2 separate regions of the Anas platyrhynchos genome follow, and region 1 is linked to region 2. A link is a contact called in public Hi-C data. All regions are on one chromosome and are shown on one strand. The core of a region is the stretch at or near the end of the contact, and the rest is flanking DNA. Distances in the headings are between cores, read along the strand shown. Region 1 overlaps RAVER2 (ribonucleoprotein, PTB binding 2). Region 2 overlaps LOC106018117 (a long non-coding RNA gene).

Region 1 (4,463 bases), core at 448-2,947, 170 kb before region 2:
TCTTGGTAGAGTATTTTAATATCCCCCTGAAGGGAGTAGGTAACTTCAGATGGAGGGATTTAAGGATCCTGGAGCACGGATCCTGGAGGGTGGCTGTGCTGGGACACCCTGCAGAGGGAGCGGGGCAGGGCTGCCCTCCTGGTACCAACACGTGCAGCAGTGTCGGCAGTCCTAAAGCACCCGTAGGGCTGATGGAGCAACAGCCAACGGAGACACAAAGAAAATAAAATTCGTTCTCACCTCAGAGGCTTCATTTTCAAATTCATCGACTCTTGCCTGGGTAGAGTTATATGCCTGAGCATAATGCTGATACCACTGCTGAGCAGCCTCCTATAAAGGAGGAAAAAACCTCATCCCATTAGCTGTCTACTAAGATCCCCATAAATTAAAACAATTTTTATATGACCTCAAGGGACATAAGAATAAATTAAAAGCAAAGCTCTCAAAGAAGCTTAAAAACAGGGTTAATATCAACAATAAAACTCAAACCAAATATTTAAAACTGCATTAAGTGCGTAAAAGATACCCAAGTCCTTGGTCATTGCTGTGACACGGGAGGAACAGGCAGCACAAATGGAGGTGAGTGATGGCAAGAGGCATCTCTGCACCGCAGTGACACCACTGGAGCTCTTCATGCCTCCAATACTAAAGGTGATGTTAAATACTCTAACATTGCAATACTACTAACTTTTTTTTGACAGCACACTTCAAGGATTCGGGGATGCAAACTACCTCCAGGAAGCACCAAAATGAACTTAAAGCCAACAATCAGACAACAAAAATATTCGAGATGACGTCAGTGCTTGCATGATACACACGACAACCACCCGCGGGTCACCTCTGCTGCTCCTCCGACCCACACTTGTCACCAGACCCGATCTCAGTGGGAGCCTGGCCCACACCCAAGGTCCCCACGGCAGCCAACGCCACGCAGTGACCCCGTCCCTGCCAGCCCTCCTGGCTGAGGGGACACCCTCCTAACACAGAGCAACCCCGTGCCCACCTGCACGCCTGCTCTCTGTCCTCCAGACCCCACCGAGCCTCACAGCAGCCCTGCTCTACCCCCAGAAGTCCTGGGGCAAGGCAGGGTTCCTCACCACCAGCCCAGGAGGGCAAAGGGGAGCACAGCGTGTTTCTGTCTGCCTGCTGTAGGATGAGAGATCAGGAGACCCTGGGGAAGAGGGAACACTGGGACAGGGCAGGAGGAGAGCTAAACACGGTCAGGATGGGTGTCTCAGAGCACACCCACGAATTTTTACTACAGTGCAGTTCTCATATTTGTTTTGTGTACAACTGCATTTCTACACTGACTGCTGATGGCTAACAGAAGTACAGAAATGTTTCACAAAGCGTCCCAATGTCTGTGAAAACCTTCTGGAGGATCTTGAGGAGACTCAGGGGGATCTTCCTGTGACCACCAGCACCTGACGGAGGTGCAGGGAGGATGGGGCCGGGCTTTGCTCCGTGGTGCCAGGACAGGAGGCCCTGGGCATGGCCTGGGAGGTGCTGGGGGTCCTCGCAGGGAGCTCTGGGCTGCCTGCACCTGGGCCCTCACCCTGCTCAGGGGGTCCCTGCTGTGATTCTGCATTGCTTTCTGTATTACCACAATTCTCCGGACCAGGGGCAGCCCATCACCTTCATGGCCGCGCTCTGACCAGCAAACGGTACACACGGTGAAGAAATCCCAGGCAGTGAATCCAGCTGGCAGAGGCTGTACAAATTCCCAAAGCTACACAGGAACTTCTGGTACACAGAACACACTCTTCTCTGGGATCTAGCCAAAGCTCAAGAAAACTTTAAAACTGTCTTGGGAAGGGAAAGAGAAAAACTTCGTGGTTTTGAAGAGAGACAAAAGCCAAGCTGGAATGTACAAGAGAATCATTATTTCAGCTGACTGAACTGAATTCAGGTTCAGAGGAAGCAATCTTCCAATAGTTATGACCCCACAGCAGGGAACGCACCAGGGTTTTTTGTCAGTGACATCAGGTAAACTTCGTGCTACATCTGTTCTGTACCACTGAAAGAGATGAGCTACCAGCATAGAGGACTTTCAAGGTTCAATCTGAAGAAAAGGGTGGGCTTTGGTTGTAGCAAAGCCTAGGACTCCTTACAAGCGGTTCATGATGTTGGGCAATGCTATTCAACTGCATGCAGGGCTATCAGCCCACGCGTACCAACAGGTGCATCACAGGTATAGAGGGAAAACAAGGAGCAACTCAGGCAGGGATCTCCGAGCAGCCTGCCAACAACCCTGCTACCAGAGCTCTGAGTGGCAAACCAGTCTTCAAAACAAAGTGCTGCAAAACGACGTACCTGTGTGTACTCTCCATGCTGCTGGGAGTAATTAAAATAACCTTCCATCCCATGTTGTGATGTAGCTCCCTGAGAAACAGCAGCATCCACGATGTTGTTCGGAAGTCCTGTCTGCTGTGGTGGACTGGAGGCTTTGCTGGCAATTGCTGTTTGTAACATAATGAATACACACGGTTCAGTTAAATTCCATAAATTAGGATGCACTAATGTAATAGCAATATCCTGGGATGACAACAGAAGTTTGCTAATTCAGATTAGGCTGTGCTTAAAACAGTGCTACAAATAACTGAAAGGATTTCTGTAAGTCTATCTACATCAAGCTAGCCCATCAGCTCTGAAAATCTACCCTTCTCACATAAAATAGTAGCCATGAGGATACTACATTGTGATTTTAAGACAGAATTCAATATTTGCTTTGAGATAAATGCTGTGGTCACTGGAATTACCTGCTGAACAGAAGAATGATTTGTACATTTGGATTGAGGAAATTTTCAGCTAAAAGTGATGAATGTTTGCTTACCTGGAAGACATATACCAGGCAACACACTTGCCAAATTCAAGTAGGGGTTGGTACTAAGACGTATTTCTTTTGGCGGTTCTCCTAGTAGTGAAGTCTGTTTTTTCAAAGGAGTCTGTGAAATAATTGGACAGATCAGTGTGCATTATGTTCATACAACATTTGTGGAAATCAGATAAGTATCTCTGCATGATTTTGAAAAAAGTCTAGCCCTATGAAATATAACAGGACAAACTTTTAAAATAAATACTGGGGACAACTATCTAGACATGTTGCCTACACTTTCTTTGACAAATGATTTTGTAGGAATGTTTCTCTTTAAACTGTAAGTTACTGAAGGATATTAAACAACAACAAGAAAACCTTTTACATTCAATAACCACCATAATGCCTCCAGATGCAGGTAGTCAGCATTTTGTACATGGCCAGGACAAAAACAACTCTAGTCCCCCAGCAAATGAAGGGACAAACGAACCCTGGCCTGGAGAGATGACACCGTCTGTGATCTGCCATTATAACACATCTTACCAATCACTCTATTTATAAACCCTTACTTAAAAGAGGAAAATGTTTATGAGTGGAAATGAAGCATCAGAACTGACTCACTTCTCCAAACCACCAGAGTGTTTTCCTATGAGGGACTAGGAAGGGTACACTACCCGCTTATGTCCCCTTGACAGGGAAGAGCTCTCTGTGGAAGAGAAGAAAATCTGTAGCTATAGACAGAGTGTAATGGGAGAGAAAAGCAAAGCTCATTCCAAGGGAAAAATCATTGCCAACAGCTGCTGGTTTCAATAACCGAGTGGCTGGGTAAGACAAAACATTACATTACGCGTATGAGCAAGAGATTTATGCACAGCATTAGAAAAAACACCAGAAATACAGAGGAAATAAGTAGCTATGGCAAGTTACATAGCTTGTCTGAAATAACAGAGCTCAAAGATGTTTACAAAGCATTCTACTCGACGTTTAGTCTGCTCGTTTTTTCTAAGTCCATTAAAGAAAAACTCCATTACTTTAATGGATTAATGCTATTTGCAGTAAAATAGCATTAAATCATCAACTTTTCAAAAACTGTGAGCGTGGTTTTTGAAGACAAAAAACTTCAGAGTGCTGAAATCCTTTCTCTCGATGCAAAAAAAGGCATTTGAGATAGTACGACAGTACGACTGTTCAGTATCAGGACAGGGCTTGTGGACGTCTTGCAAAGGAAGTGATTTTTGCTAATTGGGACATCTGTCTACTGCTGCAGAAAAGGAGACAATTAAAACATCTGCCAGGATTTCCGAGAAGAACTTTTCCTGATAAATAACATAGGTATTCATAGAAATAAACTGAGTATCTAGACTTCTAATGGTTTAATTACATTTCCTTTTAACTAAATGAAATGCAGAAATAAAACACTGATTTTATATATTTATACACAAACACAGTGTGTATTTTATTCAAGTGTATCTACCCATAGGTAAAATCCCACTTCATTACAGTGAGAATTGATTTAAGAAGCATACTTTCTAAAGTAGAATCAAAGGTGTCTAACAAACACAGACACCACTGCTGTGTATAATCTGATCACTTCAGGTGCTCCAAAAACATGTAGGGAAAACTCAGATCTGATACCAATTAATTAAGA
Region 2 (4,696 bases), core at 1,854-4,353:
CTGGGCTCTCCGATGTAATTTAACAATTAATGTGCCATCATTTTAAATTGCAGCTGTCCTTGCTCTGCAGACACACGGAAATCATCAGAGCCACAATATCCAACAGAGACGGGATAATAGTTGGAAAGCTTTCAAAGAGTTGGGTTCTGGGAGGTTCATCTGCCCAGCTATGAGCATTTTGGTTTTGTCCCCCACCCTCCCCCAAAACTATTTAGGATTATTTCTGCCTTCAGGGCGGAACAACATTGCTTGTACCCAAGGAAGTCCGATCATGTATTTGCTGATACTATTTTTTCATTAACTACAAGAAGTGTATGTGTGCAGGTTATTTAAACCACTCAAATACATTGAGGGAACAGTATTAGTTACATCCAAGGGATTATTAAATACAGACAAGAGCTAGATAGAACAATTTTGAATTTGTTCTTAACTCACCCACTGAAAGGCTCCATTTTTTTTTTCATTTACACCAAGCTCCACAGAGAAAAGCTTTTTAGCCCTCTGTGTTTAGAACTGCTAAACTGGCCAGATTAAAAGATCCAGAGACATCTCTTGCAGAAGTGAAACACCTGCAGAAGGTATTGGGGCTAAAAAACAAATTCAGGATGGCCGAATGGGTCATTACTAGGATGCTGTTATCATGAGAATGGGGGATGCTATTCTCAGGAAAACGAAATTAAACAGTGTCTGCCTCCCCACTCAGACCCTAAAACATGGGGCTTCTGCAGAGCATCCCAGAAGTATCCTCTGGCTATTTCAGGGCCACACTAAAAGTCTCCAAAATCCCTGACTGAACGCTGCAGAAAAGCAGCATGCAAGGGCTGACTTGTGCCCTTATTGTTGCTACTCAGAGCAGCCGGGAGAGAGGGGCAAGATAGGGCTGATGATGCTGGCAGTAACTCCCCACAGGCTGGGCTTCACTTTACAGCAAATCTTGCAACATTTAGGGCTATTCACACCAACAATCAACACGGTGGGGAACCTGGCCACAAGACTTTAGTTTCTTATTTTCTATTAAAAAATAAATAATAAAAAAAAATAGGCAGCCTAGTTTTAGCATAAAGCACTTTGCCTTTGGGCATCAAACTCATTAAGAATTTGTTCACACCTCTTTCTTATGCTTAGAGTCAAATGAAAGATGTATTTGATTTAGCTGCTTCGCAAACAACTCATAAACTTCTGCCATTCTATCCCCTCCTTTTCAAGTGCTATCTTTTTGTCCTTGGATGCTCTAAATTATTAACATATTTTACAGTGTGCTCAAGATAAAAGAGATCTTTCAACTTTCATTCTCTCACCCCTTGGTTGAGCCAGTCACGTTGTTTCTCAATGGATACCTTTGATCAACCTGCTTGTTGGATGTTAAACCGCAGGACACCCCTGGTGAGAAAAGAAACCGGAGGAAGCCTTTCAGCAATCCCTTGCCGTCAGAATTTTCTGCTGATCTAGGGCAGCACTTTGAAGTCACCCCAGCTTACGGCTAGGCTCTGAGAGAGGTCACCCTTAATGTAAAGAAAAGCATAATTATAAAAGGAGCACGTGATTGTTATAAACATCTTACAAAACTAGAGTACATGTAGCCATGTGTGTCACTTTGCCTATCAGTGGAAGTTGCTAGCAGGGGTAATAAATCGTTTATTGACTTGACCCCCAGGCTGGTGTCACTATGAACAAGGCCCTCTGTACTTCACTAACCCTTTCTGACCTATTTTTCTGCCTGTCCTTAACATGAAATGTCATTGTGATACAGCTGCACAGAGCAAGTAATATCTTCTGTATGTAAGCCTGCAGCTATTCACAGGATTATTTAGGGAATGCTATTCAGAGCGAGGATAGCACAGCGCTGGAAAGCACAGCAGCCAGGAGACAAAGCACCTTCAGCTCTGTGTGTGTCTCTTCCCAGCACTGTGATCTCTATCACAGCCTGACGACAGCACACCATCTTTGCTATATTTCTGTGTTAATTTGCAGACGTGCATTTGGTGCTGTGCAACAACAGGGCCAGAAACCCCTGCAGAAATAAGACGGATCCCTGGTGTGCCCTTCGTTGTGGTGGCCAGGAGAATCACAGAATCACAGAATTTCTAGGTTGGAAGAGACCTCAAGATCATCAAGTCCAACCTCTAACCTAACACTAACAGTCCCCACTAAACCATATCCCTAAGCTCTACATCTAAACGTCTTTTAAAGACCTCCAGGGATGGTGACTCCACCACTTCCCTGGGCAGCCCGTTCCAGTGCCTAACAACCCTTTTGGTAAAGAAGTTCTTCCTAACATCCAACCTAAAACTCCCCTGGCGCAACTTTTGCCCATTCCCCCTCGTCCTGTCACCAGGCACGTGGGAGAACAGGCCAACCTCCACCTCACTACAGCCTCCTTTATGGTACCTGTAGAGAGCAATAAGGTCGCCCCTGAGCCTCCTCTCCAGGCTGAACAAGCCCAGCTCCTTCAGCCACTCCTCGTAGGACTTGTTCTCCAGGCCCCTCACCAGCTTCGTCGCCCTTCTCTGAACTCTCTCGAGCACCTCCATGTCCTTCTTGTAGCGAGGGGCCCAAAACTGAACACAGTACTCGAGGTGCGGCCTCACCAGAGCCGAGTACAGGGGGACGATCACCTCCCTAGCCCTGCTGGTCACACTGCTTCTGATACAAGCCAGGATGCTGTCGGCCTTCTTGGCCACCTGAGCACACTGCTGGCTCACATTCAGCCGACTGTCCACCATCACTCCCAGGTCCTTCTCTGCCTGGCAGCTCTCCAACCACTCATCTCCCAGCCTGTAGCTCTGCTTGGGGTTATTGCGCCCCATGTGCAGGACCCGGCACTTGGCCTTGTTGAACTTCATGCAGTTAAACAAGAAGTGTGTGTGTCCCTCAGAGGTGCTTCACAGTGCTCACCAGCACTGTGCCCTGCTCCCAGTCGTTCAGGCACGGTGCTTTCTGAGGGCTGTGTGACACCGGGACATTTATGGCTTCTAGGGGATGGCACCAAGGCACCCTAACTTCTACCAGCGCCCTGCAGGCGAGGACGGAAGCTGGGAGCTCCTGGAGAAAGCAGAGTGCACACAGCAAAACGACACTGATGCACATGGAGCCGACTCCTTTGGCACTGTGTTTTGAAGGGATTTAACCCTCTGTGTTAAGCCGCTTTGTCTCCCCACGAAAGGCCGGGGAGCGCCGAGGCCCTGAGGCCGGCCTAGGCCCGGCGCGGCGCTGCGGTGCCACCCAGCGGAGCGGGGCCGCAGCGGCGGGGCCGGGACCGCCCGGGATCCACCGGTACCCCGAAACAGATCCCCGGGGATCTGTGGATCAATTAGTTTTACTTCGTGCGTGTGATAAACGGCGAGCGAACAGCCTCTGCTCCCTCAGGGGAACCGCCGCCTCAGCTCGCAGCAGACGCGCGCAGGTTGCAGAGGCAAAGGTCACAGATAAGAGCCCATAAAGAAGTGTGAAATTTAAAGGGCTGCAGTTCAGCGTCCCATTACCCTGCAGGCAGGAAAGTCTGGAGCTGGATTTTCATCAGAAAAGCTGTGAGGCATTTGTAGCTGCAGATAATTCTCCACACATGGTCAATGGGATTAAGTGATATCACCCGCATCCACAGGCTGCAGTACAAGCTACAGCTTCAGTCAGATACAGCTTGAATTCCCAGCTGTGAACAGTTTCTAGAAAGGCACCAAATATACAACTTTGTGCCCTTCCATGCCTTCAGACGCCTGTATGACAGAGCTAATGCCTATCCAGACCCATTGCATGTTCAGTGCCTGCTATCGTGAATCCCATTTTTAGGTCAAGAATGATTATTTTTCCAGATGTACAGGTATAGGTCTCTACGGGATGCAGCTTTGTCCCTTGTATTACCAAACCTTGTTACCTTGTTTAGTTATTTTCCTTGCTCAGACTAAGCAGATATCACAAATCAGAGCCTGTGATGCATACAAGGTATCATAATGCCTCATATTGCAAGGCCAGTGGGAGAATTTTCTTAGAAAAGTGAGTTTATTGATAAGCTCCAAGGGTTCTGCTTAGCTAGAGAAATGCCACAATCTTTTCAGAGCATGAAAAGCATGCTGTGAACATTCGAGCACAACAAAGAAACAAACTCTGTACCTTTACTGCCCTCTCAGACAGGGGAGGTCAAATGAGAAAGAAGTCTTAGGAAGGTGAAATGACTTGATCATGGTCACATCATAGCAGCACAGCTGTGGAGAGATGACAGGTTATCTATTCTTCAGTCCTGTGCTCTCTTCTTAAATACTGCAGTGCCTACAGGCATGGCTGTATATAGGTATAATACAGTTTTCAATGTTCTTTCAACACCATCCTCGTGGTCATAAAAATCCCAAGCTTCCTGTTACTGAGAAGAAATGTCATGTGTGTTACACACACACAGCCCTGGCCGTGGAATGGGGTGGTTTTGTGATAGCTGCCCTGCTTGCCTGCTGTGTCAGCTTGGGAACAGGTTTCAGAGGTCTGACATTCATATCTTTTTATCTCTAGGTATTCTGCGAAATATTTTTGAAGTTTAATTACACAACCAAAATTTCTAATGGATTCCTACACCATAGTACTCTGGTCTGTCATCATTATGCTCCAGTCCTAAGGTTTATTTTTTCCCTGGGACAAAGTGTACAAGTATTAAAACACACACCTCTCAATAGGCAGTGTACAGACATGTGAAGAAGCCAGTGCCTTGAAG

What was found. Hi-C and Micro-C count contacts between places; a contact is called where the count stands out from the background.
Region 1: a Hi-C map of subcutaneous adipose tissue shows a contact between it and region 2, with 3 times the contacts expected there. The contact joins two enhancer-like sites. A contact is called at or near these places in 4 of 8 Hi-C or Micro-C datasets (F1 follicle, liver, skeletal muscle and 1 more).

The regions. Positions count from the first base shown.
Region 1 is chr8:37,653,780-37,658,242 of IASCAAS_PekinDuck_T2T, reverse strand. It overlaps RAVER2 (ribonucleoprotein, PTB binding 2), which reads right to left. Exons shown (of 14, transcript XM_027463790.3): 10 at 2,834-2,945; 11 at 2,314-2,459; 12 at 241-330. Among named protein-coding and RNA genes, the nearest start is that of RAVER2, 31 kb to the right of the region's middle. Within about 2 kb of position 1,697, at least 2 of the 8 cell types and tissues checked have an H3K27ac peak or open chromatin away from gene starts, as enhancers often do.
Region 2 is chr8:37,481,773-37,486,468 of IASCAAS_PekinDuck_T2T, reverse strand. It overlaps LOC106018117 (a long non-coding RNA gene), which reads right to left. Exons shown (of 6, transcript XR_011811041.1): 4 at 4,108-4,696; 5 at 1,299-1,502. Among named protein-coding and RNA genes, the nearest start is that of CACHD1, 34 kb to the left of the region's middle. Within about 2 kb of position 3,103, at least 1 of the 8 cell types and tissues checked has an H3K27ac peak or open chromatin away from gene starts, as enhancers often do.